3 separate regions of the Sus scrofa genome follow, and regions 1 and 2 are each linked to region 3. Evidence: chromatin contacts called from public Hi-C data. All regions are on one chromosome and are shown on one strand. The core of a region is the stretch at or near the end of the contact, and the rest is flanking DNA. Distances in the headings are between cores, read along the strand shown.

Region 1 (4,252 bases), core at 587-3,086, 540 kb before region 3:
AAAGGAAGGTTCATAAATTCTCTACCCCTTGGAGTTCCCGTCCCGGCTCAGCGGAAACGAACCCGATTAATATCCACGAGGGCGCAGGTTCGAATCCTGGCCTTGCTCAGTGGGTTAAGGATCCAGTGTTGCCGTGAGCTGTGGTGTAGGTCGCAGATGTGGCTTAGATCCCGTGTTACTGTGGCTGAGGTGTAGGCTGGGCAGCTGCAGCTCCGGTTTGACCCCTAGCCTGGGAACTTCCATATGCAGGTGCAGCCTGAAAAAGACAAAACCAAAGCAAACCAAACCAAACCAAACAAGTTTACTTCTCTGAACCGAGGGAGGCCTGCCTGGAGGATCGAGGGCCGTCAGAGGGAGAGGGGTTCCTGGCAGCAGGGAGGGGGAAGGTCATTCCCTGTGAGGCTGGTGCAAGGCTGGCCTCTGACCCACTCAGGTGACCCCGGGTTCTCTTGGTTCCCTCCCCCAAGACTCTCCTGGAGGAGCAGAAGTCCTCCCTGATTCCTGACCTGGAGGAGCCCTGGTGATCTGACGTGCTCCCTAGTCTTGGCTTTGAGGCCCCCTCCCCACCTCCAGCAACCCTGGGGACCCCCGGACTTTACGGGCAGGGTGGGAGCAGGATAAAGTCCAGGTTGTCCCTCTCTCAGTAGCTCGTGCAGCCCCCACTGTCCAAGCAAGGAGACACCCTTGCGAGCGAGGCCACCCACTTTCTAGGCAGGAAGTCCGCCCAGCAGTCTGGCCTCAGCACAACAGCTCTGATCCTCGTGGAACCCCAACTCCCTCCCTGTCCCTGTGGGTGGGCTGAGAGCCCAGGCCACCCACGTGCCCCCCCCACTCCCACCCCTGCCTGGCCCCAGGGCCTCGCCGCCCCTGGAAGCTCCCCATTCAGACAGGCCCCGTGCAGACGCCAGGGTCCTGGCAGCGCCTAAATCATTAGCACCGAGGAGATTAGGTTGGTAATCTCTTTGTCGGTGCGGGCAGGTGCCAGCAGCCAGGATGTGGGATTGCGCTTTTTCCCTCGCAGGGGCCGCCCTTCCCCAGGGCGTGGCGCCATGGGTGGAGAGCTGCCCGCCACACAGGCCCTGCACCCCACACTTCCTCGGGGAGCCCCTGGGGAGTGTCTTTCCTCAGGTACAGGGGTACAGGGTGGGGGGCGATGAGCAGGAGCGGTCACCCGAAACTCTGCTGCTTCCTCTCCATCAGCCCAGCTTGACCGATGTCACAGACTCACCCGAGGGTGACCTCCTGGCTCCCAGGTGTCAAAGACTGTGGGAAGCAGGCCTTACCCTTATTTTACAAACGAGGCAACTGAGGCTCTTGGACCGGATTCCCGAAAGCTTGCATCTGAAGCTCTGCTGTCTGTTTGCCTCTGATAGGGCAGCGTCCAGGCCAGGGGTGCCTCTCCTCCCACAGACCTAGAATGACCCCAGGAGATGGGGTGGGAGTGGGGGAGGCCCTCAGATCAGAGGCTGCTTCGCCCCCCCACCCCCTCCAGCCTGGGGAGTGGCCTCAGGGCCCGGTTGTGCCTGGGAGAGGCTGCGCGCCCGCATCTGGAACTCAGGAATCCTGGGCGAGGGGCTAGCCCAGCCCCAGGCTCCAGGCCTGTGGAGCCTTGTTCTCTAGTCTCCCCCCAAGAATGAGCTCAGCCGCCTAATTGCCGCTGAGGATGGAGGATCACCCTGCCCCGGGGCTGCGGCTCCAGCCCCACTTTTGTTTCCAACAGACAATGGGCTGCTGAGAGGCCCTCGTGCCCAGGCCAGGCTCCTGCCGGGGGAGGGGGCCCACGGATGAGATCTGTGTGTCCGGCCTGAGCCCCAGGCCCTGGGCGGCTGGTGTGGCAGCAAATTACATGGCTGGGGGTTTGGCTCTGACTTCAAGGGCCAGGGACCCAGCCCCCCTTTGAGCCTGGCTATAAAGGGCTGCCCGGGGTCTCTGTCCAGACCAGATCCTCCATCCGACTTGTGGACACCATGGCCACCACGACCAGCATCCGCCAGTTCTCAACCTCCGGCTCCGTCAAGGGCCTGTGTGTGCCCGGCGGGGGTTTCTCTCGGGTCTCCTCCATCCGCGTTGGGGGCGCCTGCCGGGCCCCCAGCCTCCTGGGAGCCGGTACCTGCGGCAACATGTCCATGGCCTCGTCCCGCTTCTCCGCGGGGTTGGGGGGTGGCTACAGCGGGGGCTACACCTGCAGCCTGGGCGGGGGCTTCGGCTCCAGCTTTGGCGTGGCCGACGCCCTGCTGGGGGGCAGTGAGAAGGAGACCATGCAGAACCTCAACGACCGCCTGGCCTCCTACCTGGACAAGGTGCGCGCCCTGGAGGAGGCCAACGCCGACCTGGAGGTGAAGATCCACGACTGGTACAAGAAGCAGGGCCCCGGGCCTGCCCGCGACTACAGCGCCTACTTCAAGACCATCGAGGACCTGCGGAGCAAGGTGGGAGCGGCCGGGCCTCTGTCCTTGGTACCTGCTTCTGACTCACGCCGTCTCAGCTTTGGACCTGGCAGACATTTCTTCTCCCTGCTACGTCTCCATCCTTCCTTCCTTCATTCCTTCACTCTCTCCCTTGCTCTGGATCACAGCCCTGTGCCCGCCACTGGTCCAAGTCCTGGAGGACGTCCCATACCGGGTGGCTGTTTGGAGCGCCTCCTTCTGGGCGAGGGCATTTGGGGTGGGTGATGGGGACGTGGGCAGGGAAGGCTTCAGAACCTTGAGGGCAGCAGAAGGCCTTCCGGGTATGGAGATTAGCATGGACCCAGGTGGCTGCTGGGGGATGAGGCTGGATGTCTCCTTTTCATGATCCCATACCCTTCTGAATCCTCTCCACTCCCTCGCCTGCCTCACCTCCTCCAGGCAGTCCTCCTTGAATGGATGGCACTTGGCTTTTATCCTCAGATCTTGGGGTCCCTTCTACACTTTGAGGTTCCACCTGTGCTTTGCTCACTGTGCTGATTTCACTGAGTCTGACATGTTCTCACAGCTGCTTTGGTTGTGGGTCCTTCTTACTCCTTCTGTGATGGTCCCTCTGGGTGTCCCTAAGGGCAGAGGCTGTCTCTCCTTGCAGACTGAGGCAGGAGTCCCTGGGGAAAGGAGCTGTGTTTTCTTCTTTTCTTTCTTTCTTTTTTTTTTTTTTTTTTGTCTTTTTGCCTTTTTTTCTAGGGCCGCTCCCGCGGCATATGGAGGTTCCCAGGCTAGGGGTCTAATCGGAGCTGTAGCCCCTGGCCTATGCCAGAGCCACAGCAACGTGGGATCCAAGCCACGTCTGCAACCTACACCACAGCTCACGGCAATGCCGGATCGTCAACCCACTGAGCAAGGGCAGGGATCGAACCTGCAACCTCATGGTTCCTAGTCGGATTCGTTAACCACTGTGCCACGACAGGAACTCCCAGAGCTATGCCTTCTCACTCAGACTGGAAGCACACAGGGGGAAGATTTTTTCTGACTTAATCTGCTGGAGGAGACAACACACACACACACACACACACACACACACACACACACACACACGCACGCATACACACACACACACACACACACACACCACACACTCCTGACCTTTAGGGACGTGACCTTGGCATTCTGTAAACGTGGCACCTGGGTCTTTTGCACAGGCCTTGCCCCTGGAGGTTCCTACAGGGCTGCAGCCTTCCGAGGCAGGTGAGAGGTCAAAGAGGTGCGAGAGCCAAGGGCTTGGGAAGCGCTGGGTCTGGGACTGGCTGGCGGGGGGTCAGGTCTGCTTGGTTTCCTGGTGGAGAACCAGGCCCACCGTTGGCCCCTGTGAGGGGCTGTGACTGCTCCTGCCAGGGATCCGCGCCAGGAAGGGAATTCCTGCAATTGCTCCCTGGAAACAGAGCTGCTGGGAGTGCCAGATCAGATACTGGGCTTGGTCCGGGCAGCAGGGAGCCCAGGGGAGCCCTGGTGAGTCAGTGGGCTGAGCTCTGGGGTCAGCCAGCTCCTCTCCACCAACCCCGAGAGCCCAGTGAACCAGGCCTCTGAGTCACTGACCGGCCTCTCTGGGTTCAATCAGCCGCCAGTGCAGGGAGATGGGTGAGGGGCGGGTCCAGATGGTCCCTCTGAGGCCCTGGGGCTGGTAACAAACTGGCCTTGGGCTCAGTCTGGAACCCGAGCTTTGCCCAGCATCACGTCTCAGAACCTAGGGCCCCAGATGGGCTCTGAGGCCCAGGACGTGTTTATTGCTTTTGCCTCCTGGGTGCTGCCCTCTCTTAACATCTACTCTTTAGCCTTCAAGTCTTAAA
Region 2 (4,167 bases), core at 511-3,010, 570 kb before region 3:
AGTTGGATTCGTTTTTGCTGCGCCACAACTAGAACTTCCTTTTTTTTTTTTTTGTCTTTTTGCTATTTCTTTGGGCCGCTCCCACGGCATATGGAGGTTCCCAGGCTAGGGGTCGAATCGGAGCTGTAGTCACCAGCCTATGCCAGAGACACAGCAACACAAGATCCGAGCCGCGTCTGCAACCTACACCACAGCTCACGGCAACGCCGGATCGTTAACCCACTGAGCAAGGGCAGGGACCGAACCCGCAACCTCATGGTTCCTAGTCGGATTCGTTAACCACTGCGCCACGACGGGAACTTTAGAACTTCTTTAATTAAGGCCCAGCTTTAATTAACATCTCTTTCTTTCTCTCTTTCTTTCTTTCTTTCTTTCTTTCTTTCTTTTGTCTTTTCTAGGGCTGCTCTCACGGCATATGGAGATTCTCAGGCTAGGGCTCTAATTGGAGCTGTAGCTGCCAGCCTATGCCAGAGCCACAGCAACAACAGATCCAAGCCTCATCTGCGACCTACACCACAGCTCACGGCAACGCCGGATCCTTAAGCCACTGAGTGAGGCCAGGGATTGAACCCACAACCTCACGGTGCCTAGTCGGATTCGTTAACCACTGAGCCACAACGGGAACTCCAACATTGCTTTCTTGATGCCTCCCTCCATCTTTTGGAATCTTTGGCAGACCTTCTATTTTGGTGGGTATCTGAGTTGAGCTTTGAACCATGTCACTTAGAGGCCACTTGGCCAGACTGTATTCTGTAAGTGAGCTGTAAAAGATCGAGCTGTGCCTTGTTCCTTTTTTGTGTGTCTCCTGGAGCACAGCGCTCAGTTTCATTCTACCCAAGCGTTAACTTAGAACTTCAGGACCAAGGCAGTGCCCAGGAACAGGCGCACTTCCTGCTATGGCCACAAGGTGGCAGCACAGACCGGACTTCAGGACAGGTGAGGTTTCCTTCACGCCCTTGTTTCCACTACCTTCCCAGCCTCCAAAGTCCTAAAAGGTAACCTGGTCCCCTCGAAATGTGTGGAGAGTCCTCTCTCTAGGGCTGGGGTGTTAGGGCGACGTTAGGTGTGCGGTAGGTGTGCCAGCTGGCGGCCTACTGTGAGTGTGCGCTGGTGTTTCCTGTACTGCTCCCTCCCAAGGTCCCTTTTCCAAGAGAGACCCTGGTGGGACGGAGGGCGCCCTGAGCAGGGCGTGCCAGGTTTGGGTCCTGGTTCTGCATTTGGGCAAGTGTCTGTGTACCAGGTAAGGGCCGATCACAGAGTCCAGCTCGCATCAAATGCCCATGAAGACTCCTCTTTCTATTCTCTCCCAGACCCCTTGCCCCAGTTTTCCCAAAGGCCAAACGGTTGCACTAAAGACGGTCAACTCGTTCTTTCCCTTTCTGGGATTCTATGTGGCCCAGCAGAAGGGCGAGGTACCAGAAGAGGGGCGACGTTGGAGCAGCGAGGGACTTTAATCCTTTGCTATTATTATTAACGTCCTTTCCTGCTCCACGTCTGATGTTTCAGACCAGCTGAGAGAGCAGGGGCGGTTCTGGGGGATGTAGGGACGAAGGAAAAGTGCTTGCGGAGAAGAGAGGACAATGACGAAGGACAATGACGTCTGTGGAGGGTCAGGGACCGCCTGGGGCTTCCCTGGGCGAGGGGGTGAGCGGGGAAGGGGCGGGACCACCCCCGGGTTGAGCCTTTCTACCCTGAGCGCGGGGTTCACAGGGAGAGCGGGGGAGGCGGGGGCTGGGCGGGAGGAGGGGCTGCGTGTACCCGCCCCCCGAGTAATGTCGGGCCTTCCCGGCAGAGGGCGCCCGAGCACGCAGGGCTCCGTTTTGGTTTCTTCCAGTTTTTTTTGTTTGTTTTTTACGGAGGGTGGGTTCGCTTCCTGAGCTTCCGCACTTCTCCTGGGATGCGATGAGGGGAGGGTGCTGCTGGCTAAGCTGGGGAGCTGTGGGCATTGTCACCGTTTGTAATTGCGCTCGCCTGCGTCCCGAGTGGCAATGGTGGGTTTGCATGTAATCAGCGCAATAATCATTCATTCATTCATTCATTCAGCTAACACTACTGAGCACCCGCCAGGCAGCAGGCCCTGCACTGGGAGTGAAGTGGCAAACGAGGAGCACGCGCAGATGATCAACATCCACGACCCACGTCATAGGTCAGCCCGGGGCGCTAGGGGAGCCACGAGGAGGGGTGGAGCCCTCTTCCTACCATCCCTCTCAAGGGCATCCACTCTGAGCTAAGCAGGGGTATGCTTCTTTCGCAGGAGAGAACTGAGGTTCAGAGAGGTTAGGTGAGGGGCTCAAGGCCACACAGCCGTTAAGGGGATGAGCTGGGATTTGCACCTGAAGCCTGGTTCCAGAGCACCTTCCCACCTGCCCTGCGAGACCGCCTTTGTCAGGGAACAGTCACTGAGGCTGTGAGGGGGTGAGAGGCTGTCCTGGGGTCAGGGAGGCCACTTGACTCGGGTATGCCGTGAGCAGGACAGGAGCCTGTGGGCACGGGATGTTACAGGTGGCTGATTCATCCCAGAAGGAAGGAGTACTTTCTAGTAATCAGAGCTGCCCAGTCATGGAATGGGTGAGCCTGAGGAGCAGCGGTGCCCTGCGTTTTCCCGATCTTTTTTTTTTTTTTAATGTCAAACTATAAATTTATTTAAAAATTTTTATTAGAGTGTAGTTGATTTACAATGTTCTGTCAATTTCTGCTGTACAGCAAAGTGATCCCGTCACACATATACATACATTCACCTCTTCCCAGTTCTTGTAGGGGCTACCCGTTGACGTTGGCACATCCACCGAGCATTGGAGGCTCTGCCTGGGACAGCTCCCCGCTCCCTCCAGCCCCATCTCGCCCCTCCTCTGGTCACTCCCTGTGTTCCTGCTTCTCAGGCCTTCTTTCAGCACCTTGCTGGGTACACTCACCCCTGCACCTTTGCAAAGACACACTCCCTCCTGTCTGACTAACGCATCCATCTTCAGCCACTTCAAACCTTCCCCGATGCCCTACGTGCTGGTCTGCTGGGTTAGGGTTCTCTGCTCCCTCTAAACATTCCTCCTCAAGCCTTACTGCAATTATCGAGTAACAGCCGTTCCAGGAGACTGTCAGATGCTTGTGTCAGGCACACCGTTTTGTCCTCAGTGCAGCACAGTGCCTGGCTTGGTGCTCAAGAAAGGTTTGTTGAATGAATGAATAATGCATGAAGGCGAGAAAGAATGAAAGAAGCATGCAAAGCCCAGTGCATGGTGGGGGGACGTGGGTCAATTCGAGATCTTTCAAGTCTCTTCCAATCACCTCTGGCTGAAGCTCGAATTCCATGCTCCACCCCCTAGGAAATGGAGACTGAGAGCCATGTTCTACACTTGACATTTGTTAAGCATCTAGGCACCTCTCTGGGCACTGTCACATGTATTCTCACCTATCAAATAAGCAGGGAAACGTTTTCAGTGGACGCTAGCTGGGAGGCTTCAATCTCTGCCTGCAATAGTTTGCCGGTTGGCTATGGCAATTTCCACGCCTATCGGCACAAGGTCCCTCCCTTTCTCTCAGACCCCGTCTGGATCTCTGACTGCACTTCCAAAAAAAGCCACCAGGTGGCAGCAGAGGCCAAGAGGATGGGCTCAAAGCGAGCCTTCCAACCCTCGACCGCCGGCAGGGGGCGCTGATACACTGCTCCGTGCTCGGATGAAGCGGATCCGGTTGACCAGATGGGTTTAGGGAGCCGGGGTCAGTCCTGCCGGGGGAAGGGGGGTAGATCTGAACCTCAGAAGGGGAGGAGGGCTGTGCGGTACCCTCATTTGTACATTGCAGTCTTAACCTCTACAGGCTTGAGGCAAACATTTTTTGTAAAGGGCCAAGTGATCAATGTTTTCGGTTTTGCTGGTCTCTGTCTCAACAGCTCAGCTCTGCCTCCAAGTGTGAAAGAGCCCATGGACAAATGGGCATGGCTGTGTTCCAGTAAATACCTGTGGACATCAAAATTTGAATTGCTTACAATTTTTGCATGTCACGAAATATTGTTCTTATATTTCTTAAGGAAAAACAAGCTACTTAAGGAGTTCCCTGGTGGCTTAGTGGGTTAAGGATCCAGCATTGTCACTGCTGTGGCTTGGGGTGCAGCTGTGGCTTGGTTTTGATCCCTGGCTCAGGAACTTCCACATGCCATGGGCACAGACAAAA
Region 3 (4,282 bases), core at 778-3,277:
GACATCATGGAGCAGAGATGAGCCATCCTGGTATTCTAAACCTGAAATTCTGATCCATAGAATTATGAACAGATAAGACGGCTGTTGTTTTAAACCAGTAAGAGTTGTGCTAGTATCTCGTGAACCAATGAGTAAGCAAACAGATCATTAAAAAGGGATGAGACTGGAGTTCCCATTGTGGCTCAGTGGGTTAAGGACTTGACATGGTCTCTGTGAGGATGCAGGTTCAATCCCTGGCCTAGCTCAGTGGGTTAAGGATCCAGCAAGCTACGGCATAGGTCAAAGATACGGCTCAGATCCAGTGTTACTGTGGCTGTGAGGCAGGCCTACAGCTACAGCTCAGATTCCACCCCTAGCTGGGGAATATCCACAGGCCATGGACGTGGCCCTAAAAAGAAGAAGAAGAAAAAAAAAAAAAAAAAAAGACTAGTTTCTCTCCTGCGACTCTCAAAGAAGCAGTGTGGGGACAGCATAAAAAGTCCTGTGAAATATTAACAATATTGAAAATAATTATTTTAATTTAAGAAAATAAAATAGAAGTGTCTATCATTTGCTCAGTGACAAAAAGCTGATTTAAAGCTAGTCCATTAGCCTTTCCACCAGGCTTTTGGTCATTTAACACTGCAACAGAGCTCCACAGAAGTCCTGGTCCAGTAACCATGGATGAAGGACCAAAGCTGCCAGGAGAAGAGCCAAGGTCTTCCCTCTTCGAAGACGGCAGAGAGTGACGCCACTGCTCATGCACGGTCACAGCTGTCCTCTAGGTCTCTTCACAAATGAGGACCAAGAAAAATAACTCCAACTCAGTGAGGAGGGCATTCTCTGCTCTTCCCTGAGAGCTTGTTAGGAAGCCCGGATAAATTCTTCTCCTTCTAGTCTTTGAGTTTGGATTTCTTTTGACTCTACATTTAAGTTCCGCATTCCAGGGACATTAGCAACTTCTCTGCAAATGCTTCTGCCGACAACGAGTACCACAGGCACCAGCGAGTACCACAGGCACCGCGCAGGCGCAGGCGCAGATCAAGTTTCACCGAAAGGGGATCTTTTTCAGTGTAGGTAAGCAATGCTCTTCTCCACCAAGAAACTAAAAGGTGAACCTACACAGGCCGGCAGCTACAGCTCCAATTTGACCCAGGGCCTGGGAACTTTCATATGCCATGGGTGTGGCCCTAAAAAAAAGGGGGGGAAAAAAATGAAACCACACAGATGAAGATGATCAAGATTACCAGGTAGCTATTTAGTTATAATGTTTAAATACTTAAGTCATTAAGACCCTTCGATATTGTCCATTCACTCTAGGCATGTTTTCTCGCAATACTGAACATTACATACTAGTCTTAGATGGCCTGTAATCAAGAAATACTCTTAGCAAACTCATAGACTTGGAGAACAGACGTGTGGTTGCTAAGGCGGAGGGGGAAGGAGTGGAATGAACTGAGAGTTTGAGGTTAGTAGATGCAAATCATTGCATTTGGAGGGGATAAGCAATGAGATCTGCTGTACAGCACAGGGAACTACATCTAGTCACGTGCGATGGAACTTGATGGAAGGTAATGTGAGAAAAAGAAGGTTGTGTGTATGTGAGAGAGAGAGAGACAGACAGACTGGATCACTTGGCTATACAGCAGAATTTGACAGAACACTGTAAACCAACTATAATAGAAAAAAAATAAAAATCTTGCCCCGAAAAAAATACTTTTAGGATTTTACATATTTGTGTAAAAGATAGATAGATGATAGACATAAACACCCTGAAGTGTTTTGTTGGCTGTTTGTGTATCATAACAATGTTGGTTTCTCTGACTTACTAGATGCCTGGGATGGTTTCCGTGTCTGACTCACTCCCCATCTCATTTATTTCTATTACAACATCTACATGTCACCATCTTTCTGAAAGGGATTAGAGGGTTTCTAAAATATATTAGCAGTGAGGTCACACAAAAAGGAAAAGAAGACAGTGTCTCTGACACACTTCGTGATCTGATGACCTAACCAGACTGGGAGTTTTACTGAAGAACTCTGTGTGTGTGTGTGTGTCTATGTGTTTGTGTGTAAGTGTGTGTAAATCATACCAGTACACTGAGTGGCCTACTCACCAAAACTTCTCTTTGAAATTTAAATTAGGAGCCATCTAATAAAATTATGAGTCATCTAATAAAAACTACAAGTCTATTTATGCTCACTTGTAAAGTATGTGTACACAACACTAATGTGTGTGTGACATACACACACAGATAGAGAAAAAGAAATTTTTACAGTAGCAGCTCTTCTTGACTGAGCTTCTCATTCATAATCTCATTTAAGGCTTATGGCAATCCCACAAGGTATTATTATCCTCATTTTTGAGTTGAGGAAACTGGGGCTCAAAGGGACTGAATTCATTGACCTCTGGTCATATGGCTAAAAATGGTGGAACCAGAATGTGTACAATGTACTGGCTCTTTGTACTGTGTCACAAAGTCAAAAATGGTTGCAAAAAAACCTAAATGTCCATCGACAGAGGAATGGATGAAGAAGCTGTGGTACGTATATACAATGGAATATTACCCAGCCATAAACAAGAATGAAATAAGGCCACTTGCAGCAGCATGGATGGACCTAGAGATTATCAAACTAAGCAAAGTAAGTCAGACAAAGACAAATATCATATGATATCACTTATCTGTGGATTCTAGTAAAAATGATACAAAAGAACTTATTTATAAAACAGAAACAAACTCACAGATTTCAAAATCAAAATTATGGTTACCATAGGGGAATCCTTGGGGGGTGGAGGGATAAATTAGAGGATAGGAATAATGTATACACACTGCTGAATATAAGATAGACAATTAACAAGAACCTGCTATTATAGCACAGGGAAATCTACTCAATAGCCTATAATAATCTACATGGAGAAAAAGAGTGGATATATGTATACGTGTAGCTGATTCACTTTGCTACACATCTGAAACTAACACAACACTGTAAGTCAACTCTACCCCAATAATTTTTTTTAAAAAACAAATACACTTAGAATGGGTAAGCAATGAGGTTCTACTGTCCCTACTGCTCAGAGAACTATAGCCAATCTCTTGGGACAGAACATGATGGAAGGTAGCATGAGGAAAAAAAAAAAAAAAAAAAGGAGTTCCCATCGTGGTGCAGTGGAAACGAATCCGACTAGGAACCATGGGGTCGTGGGTTCTATCCCTGGCCTCGCTCAGTGGGTTAAGGATCCGGCATTGCCATGAGCTGTGGTGTAGGTCGCAGATGTGGCTCAGATCTGGTGTTGCTGTGGCTCTGGTGTAGGCCGGCAGCAACAGCTCCAATTCAACCCCTGGCCTGGGAACCTCCATATGCTGTGGACGTGGTCCTAGAAAGGACAAAAAACTAAAGACGAAACAAGGAAGTGCACGCAGTCAGAACTTCACAGAAGGAAACTGAAATATGCAAAACCGTCCCTTTGCCCAAGTGCAATTCCTGGCACCCATAATCATGGTAGGCAGTCCTGATAATTACTACCTTTGCTGGTGTCATGATAAGGAAACTGATTTGAGCTGAGAGACGTAGAGAAAGCATGTCTCTTCAGTCAATCTCTTTCTATCCTCTGGAGGTTTTTCTCCCATGCCCGTTCAGAGAGCCATCCCCGACCCCTTCTGCCCGGTTCCACCAAGTCCAGTCCCATGACTGCCTCACACCCTTCCCAAGCATCCAGCCATGACCACATGGCCTTTCCCCCCACAGGAGGCCCCCGCCTGTTTTTCCAGAGGGTGGCAGTCACTACCTGAAGGGCAGGTTTGCAGTGCAAGATGCCTTAATGAGGAGCTTTGTAGACAACAGGCCTGGGTTGTCATTAGTCTCCTTCAAAAATAATAATCAGCTGGCAAACCCAAAAAGGACCTTCCAAGAAAACATTAATCCAGGTGTTTGGGGAAGCCATGGGAGATCTCAACTGATTTACATTCTCGTTCTTGAAAGAAAGGTCTCCCATTCACACAAGGACAGTGGTCGCCTAAAGGTTTATGAAGGGCACTTAGCAGAGTTTGAAGAGTTGGGGGAGGTAACGCATCTACGGGTGGGCTGCGCTGGGGAAGGAGGGCGCATTGCAATGGCTCCTGCGTGTACAGGGGCGGGACCCCCGGTAAAAGACCTTAGTGTGGGGACACAGGCGATTCCATTTCTCACTCTGTCCCTTCTTCCCTCGCAATCTTAGGCGGTTGGAAGGTTCTGGAAGAAGCCTTTCTACGGGAGACAAAGCACCATCTGTCTTCCTCCTCTGCCCCCACTTCTAGTCTGGATG

What was found. A called contact is a pair of places that touch in the nucleus more often than the background predicts.
Region 1: a contact with region 3 is called in a Hi-C map of omental adipose tissue, with 2.0 times the contacts expected there. The contact joins the promoter of LOC100737030 here to the enhancer-like site in region 3. A contact is called at or near these places in 1 of 5 promoter capture datasets (liver) and 16 of 47 Hi-C or Micro-C datasets (adipose tissue, embryonic fibroblasts, fetal heart ventricle and 11 more).
Region 2: a contact with region 3 is called in a Hi-C map of omental adipose tissue, with 2.6 times the contacts expected there. The contact joins two enhancer-like sites. A contact is called at or near these places in 15 of 47 Hi-C or Micro-C datasets (alveolar macrophages, brain, embryonic fibroblasts and 8 more) and 2 of 2 datasets of contacts at active chromatin or transcription factors (alveolar macrophages and skeletal muscle).

What each region holds. Positions count from the first base shown.
Region 1 is chr12:21,012,346-21,016,597 of Sscrofa11.1, forward strand. LOC100737030 (keratin, type I cytoskeletal 42) reads left to right here and starts at 1,837. Exons shown (of 8, transcript XM_003482983.3): 1 at 1,837-2,429. The coding sequence starts at 1,968.
Region 2 is chr12:20,986,116-20,990,282 of Sscrofa11.1, forward strand. No RefSeq gene overlaps it. Among named protein-coding and RNA genes, the nearest start is that of EIF1, 11 kb to the left of the region's middle. Within about 2 kb of position 1,761, at least 35 of the 83 cell types and tissues checked have an H3K27ac peak or open chromatin away from gene starts, as enhancers often do. A contact at or near this core is called in omental adipose tissue, where this site is marked.
Region 3 is chr12:21,552,689-21,556,970 of Sscrofa11.1, forward strand. No RefSeq gene overlaps it. Among named protein-coding and RNA genes, the nearest start is that of KRT23, 28 kb to the left of the region's middle. Within about 2 kb of position 2,028, at least 6 of the 83 cell types and tissues checked have an H3K27ac peak or open chromatin away from gene starts, as enhancers often do. A contact at or near this core is called in embryonic fibroblasts and omental adipose tissue, where this site is marked.